2 separate regions of the Sus scrofa genome follow, and region 2 is linked to region 1. A link is a contact called in public HiChIP or PLAC-seq data. All regions are on one chromosome and are shown on one strand. Each heading gives the region's core, a stretch centred on a gene start, on an enhancer-like site or on the middle of the called end of the contact. The rest is flanking DNA. Distances are from core to core; before and after follow the strand shown. Region 1 overlaps LOC102157689 (a long non-coding RNA gene). Region 2 overlaps C1H14orf39 (protein SIX6OS1).

Region 1 (2,616 bases), core at 82-2,581:
AGTATCCATGAGGATTCAGGTTCTAACCCTGGCCTCATTCGGCGGGTTAAAGATCTGGTGGCATTGCCTTGAGCTGTGGTATAAGTCACAGATGAGGGTTGGATCTTGTGTTGTTGTGGCTGTGGTGCAGGTTGGTAGCCACAGCTCTGATTGGACCCCTAGCCTGGGAACTTCCTTATGCCACAGGTGTACCTCAAAAAAAAAAAAAATCATGCATTTTCCTCTGCCTCTGATTCTACAGATAAGCAGATCTGGTCAAAGCCCAAGGATGAGCTTCCAGAGGCAGACCTTCCATTACTGATAGGCACAGCCAAGAAGTCACTTCCCCTGTGGGAGGATGGCTGCTCAGCACATCTTCCCTGATCTCCAGGGTCTAGAAATCTAAATTTGGGGGAAGGAATAAGAAGCCTGGTCCTAGCCTTTTGGGTTCCTGTGACATTCTCCATTTGACTCCTAACTCTATTGATCCATAGAGAAAATGGGTAAGATTACCATTTCAGGGAGTTCCTGCTGTGATGCAGTGGATTAAGGATCCGGCATTGCTGCAGTTGTGGTGTAGGTCACAGCTGTGGCTCAGACGGCATCCCTGGCCCAGGAACTTCCATATTACTATTTCTGAAACTCCAATAATTAGTCATTAATCCATACAGCAATTCATTATTTCCACAGCTGTTTTTCAGCATCCTCGTGTGGCAAGTACAATATTAGAACCTGGGGGTAAAATTTTGAATGAGACACAACCTCGGCTATAGAAGTACTCACAGCCCAGTGGGAAAGGGAACAAGTCACGACATGGTATAAGAGGCATATCTAGGGGGTGCCTTGGGAACATGGGATCAGGTCAAGAACTCAAGTCAGTCTGAAAGGACCAGAGAAATTCAGGCTCTTCTCAGGAGAGGTAACATCTACTGAGTCTTGAAGGCAGAGGAGTTTTTTACACATTCAGACATGGGCAGGAGGATAGCATCTAGGGTGATGTTCATGTGGCTGACTTGGACAATGAGATGAATAACGGTGGTAGTAATTAGGAAAGAGAATGTAGAAGGAGAAGAATTTCAGACATTTCCTTGGCCTGGGTGTCACCTGGAGTTGTCGGATAACCAGGTAGCTCTAAAAATTTGGAGGGAAATGGAAAAGAAAGCCATGGTTTTATGGAAAACCTAATACGTGCCAGATACTATATTAAATGATTTACATGCTTTATTTCATTTAATTTTCCTCAGATTCTGTGAATTATGTGTTTTTATCTCCACCTTGCAGGTAAGGAAAACAAGGTCTTTTCTCAAAGCCATCTAATGGCAGAGCTGAAATTTGAATCCACGTTGTTTATGCCAAAGCCCAGGATCCTTCCAGCATCTGAGACCGCTTCTGGAAGAGAAGCTGGAGGTCAGGATTGGGGAGTCTAATTTGGAACTTTTAACCCAGAAATGAGGGCTTATTCTGTCTTTGCATTTGTCCTATTAAGGCCACATGTGGGTGTTCTTGTTGGGATAATGTAGTTTAATTTGCATTAGGTTTTTCTCTTTTTTTTTTTTCCCTTCCTTTTTTTTCTTTGTAAGACTTATTCATGTAGCAGTAGGTTTTAATTACTATTTATTTTTTTCTCGTAAGTCAGAATTTAGGCTAGATCAACGGGTTTTCATGCTGTTACTCTGCTGGATAGAGCAATTTGCTGGCTGACTCCCAACCAAACACAGTTTAATCTGCTTTAATAGAAGTGTAACATTTTCACAGAAGTCAAACTGATCATGATAGTTGACCAAGCTTACAGCTTAAATTTTGTCTCAAAAAGATAAAAAGTTTAACTTACGAGCTAGAATTAGCATGCACATTGTAAGAACTACAGCTGGTGATGTCATAAAGAAAGCATGTACTTGAGTTTATTTTTGAGGTTGCCAAAGTAGGAAACTAGTCCCTGTTTACTCTGAAGAGAACTGACTCTCATTCTCTGGCACTCTCTCCCTGTCTCTCTCCTTCATCTTCACATCTATCTTTCTGTCTCCCTGACTCTCTTTGTTTTTAATGCACTGGAATTCATTTTTTTTCAAAACATGCAATTCTTAAAATTAGAAAAGAAAGGCTTTTGTGAGGATCATTTTACCTGACTACATTAATAGGCATGGAGAAATATCCAGACAGCTCAGATGTCCTGGTTTCCATGCAGCTTTCACAGAAATTCAGAAAAAATATCTAAAATTCTATTTACATCACCTTGGACACAATTGAGTCATAAACACAGATTATCCAGTAGAGGGCGGTGCTGATTTATTCATGAATGCCTTCAATAGTGGATGAAAAATTTAGTAAAAACAGCCTTTTTTTTTTTTTTCTTTAAAGGAACCCCAGATAGACAATAGGTAGTTATACCTGAGATGTTCTGAATTCAGCAAAAGTGCCTTTACTGAAAAGAAGGAGCCTGGTCATCAGCTTTGTTCTCTGAACAGCTCCATTTCTATGCTACCTCAGCCCAGGAACATTTCTGACTGCTAAAACTAGACTAAGATAGTGAAGACATCGCATCTCACTCCTGTAGTCCAAGCCCCCATCAGGGTCCCTTTGAAGACTGGTTAGGAGCTTGTGCTGGGGAAGATGATTCAGGGTATCAATGGTGCTTGG
Region 2 (2,616 bases), core at 78-2,577, 160 kb before region 1:
TGGAAACAACCCAAATGTCCATTGACAGATGATTGGATTCGGAAGAGGTGGTATATATACACAATGGAATACTACTCAGCCATAAAAAAGAATGACATAATGCCATTTGCAGCAACATGGATGGAGCTAGAGAATCTCATACTGAGTGAAATGAGCCAGAAAGACAAAGACAAATACCATATGATATCACTTATAACTGGAATCTAATATCCAGCACAAATGAACATCTCCTCAGAAAAGAAAATCATGGACTTGGAGAAAAGACTTGTGGCTGCCTGATGGGAGGGGGAGGGAGTGGGAGGGATCAGGAGCTTGGGCTTATCAGACACAACTTAGAATAGATATACAAGGAGATCCTGCTGAATAGCATTGAGAACTTTGTCTAGATACTCATGTTGCAACAGAACAAAGGGTGGGGGAAAAATGTAATTGTAATGTATACATGTAAGGATAACCTGACCCCCTTGCTGTACAGTGGGAAAATCAAAAAAAAAAAAAAAAAAAAAAAAAAAAAGAAGCCTAACTCCCTTGCCCTGTCTTTCAGGAAGCTCAGCCCACTGATAGCACTGTCCAATTTTACTTTCATTATTTTAATTAAATTTTTGTTTAAACTGTATCTCTAGGAGTTCCTATTGTGGCTCAGCAGTAACGAACCCAAATAGTATCCAGGAGGACACGGGTACAATTCCTGGCCTAGCTCAGTGGGTTAAGGATCTGGCATTGATGTGAGCTGTGGTGTAGATCACAGATACCACTCTCAGATCCTGCATTGCAGTGGCTGTGGTGTAGGCAGGGCCGCAGTTCCCATTTGACCCCTAGCCTGGGAACCTCTGTGCCACAGGTGCGGCTGGAAAAGAAAAAATCTCTGTGACAACTTTTCTAGCTTTGTAAGATTTTTCCCATCTTACAAAATAATTCCAAATCATTGAAAAAAGTCATTTGACAGGTATCAGAAGGTAGTATAGATTGATTTACGGTTTGGAAAATAGGTTTACCACATGGAAATCATAGCTAGGACCCATTTCATACAAAATTAACCCTCCGATGTGGTTCCGCATCATCCTTAGTGTGTGACAGCCATTTCACTAGCCACGCGGTGAGAATGGAAGAGCACGTCCGCGCACACCCCTTCTGGGCGCCGAGCTTCGCAAACCAGGATAATTAGCCAGCCCCTGGTAGCCGGCAGAACTGGGTCCAAGTCGCGAGTGGGGAGCTGGGAGCCACCCCTCCCACCCCGTAACGCCGCCCGGGGCTGGGTGCTGGAAGATGTGGAAGATGTGGGAGCGAGTGAATTCGCCGAGAGCCCCGCCTCCCCTGCACGAGAGTTAGATCGGCCGCGAGCTGCCAGGGTCCAGCGCCCGCTCCGCTCGGAGCCCGGGCGCGGGCAGGCGGTGAATCCTGCAATCCCGAGCCCTCGCGGGCGGCAGCTGCACCCACGCCCGCCGCCTCCTTCGCGCACCCCCGAGCGCCCAGGGGCTGTCCGGGAGATTTGTCAGTGCGCCCTATATAGCCGCAGACAGCTGCCATCTGTTATGTTTAGAAACAACCCCGCGCCGCTCCCCCTTCCCGGTGAATAAGCCTGCCTCGGTCTTATTAAGCCAGGAAGTTATTTTTTAACGACTCCCACTCCATCTCGCAAGCAGGCTTTGCCCGTTAGGCAGCGGCTGTCTTGAGCGCGGAATCTTCCTTTCTCCCTGCCTCACTGCTCGGAGCGGGAAGCTGGATTCACTGCTAGCCTGGGCCTACAGGCAGGTGCTTCAGTGAAAAGGCTGAGTGAGAGAGCGCTTCCCTCCATGGGTTCAGTGAAGAGAAAAATCTGTGATGTGTGCACCATTTTAATGCATCGCATTTCAGTTCTGCAAATGCGAAGTGTAAATTGGGCTAGAATATGATTGTGAATCAGACCAGATGTCATGATTAATTTATCACCGTGCTCCAAATACATCAGCTAAAATAATATGATTTTAAAGTAATGGTTTCCCCTGCCTTTGTCTTTGTTGATCTCTAAAGAATACATCACCAGAGAAATAAACTAGGGTTCCAGTCTCTTCTTGCATTGGCAACGCATAAATATAATTAAACTGTTCTCAACCATGTTTCTTCCACCAATTGAGACTGAATTTGCCCACTGACACTTTACATCAGCTTGCGTCCCAATCTCGTTGACACACCGTGAGCTGCTGATAAACATTCAAGTGGAAATGAGCTTTTTCATATTTCAGGCAACATGTGAGATGCCTAAAGTTCTGGTTCCCCAATGACTGTTAGAATTTCCTAGGGCATTGCCACTCAAAATATGGTCGGGGAAGCAACCTAACAGCATCAATTTCAAAATTATTAGAAATGCAGAATCTCAGGCCCCACCACACAATCCTATGGAATCTAAAATTTTAGCAAGACCTCTGCATTAAAGTTTGAGAAGAATTGTTCTCATTTTTTTTTTTCAAACCGCAAATACTAAAACATCTATATGTGTTTAGTAAGTAGACAAGGTGATTCTTAAAAGCTGAGTAGTTAGGTTTGGAGGTCACGAGTCTGTAAGGTCTAGAGTTCAGGTGACTTTTATGCTTATGACATTAGCCAAAGTTTTGAATCAGTAAAATTGTCTTTAAAAGT

What was found. HiChIP or PLAC-seq counts read pairs in DNA pulled down with a chosen protein or histone mark.
Region 2: an H3K27ac HiChIP or PLAC-seq map of skeletal muscle shows a contact between it and region 1. The contact joins two enhancer-like sites. A contact is called at or near these places in 3 of 47 Hi-C or Micro-C datasets (epiblast stem cells, heart right ventricle and skeletal muscle) and 1 of 2 datasets of contacts at active chromatin or transcription factors (skeletal muscle).

What each region holds. Positions count from the first base shown.
Region 1 is chr1:189,180,471-189,183,086 of Sscrofa11.1, reverse strand. The region is part of intron 1 of LOC102157689 (a long non-coding RNA gene); the gene reads right to left. Among named protein-coding and RNA genes, the nearest start is that of DHRS7, 11 kb to the right of the region's middle. Within about 2 kb of position 1,331, at least 9 of the 83 cell types and tissues checked have an H3K27ac peak or open chromatin away from gene starts, as enhancers often do. A contact at or near this core is called in skeletal muscle, where this site is marked.
Region 2 is chr1:189,337,887-189,340,502 of Sscrofa11.1, reverse strand. All of the region lies in intron 22 of C1H14orf39 (protein SIX6OS1), which reads left to right. Among named protein-coding and RNA genes, the nearest start is that of PPM1A, 90 kb to the right of the region's middle. Within about 2 kb of position 1,327, at least 34 of the 83 cell types and tissues checked have an H3K27ac peak or open chromatin away from gene starts, as enhancers often do. A contact at or near this core is called in skeletal muscle, where this site is marked.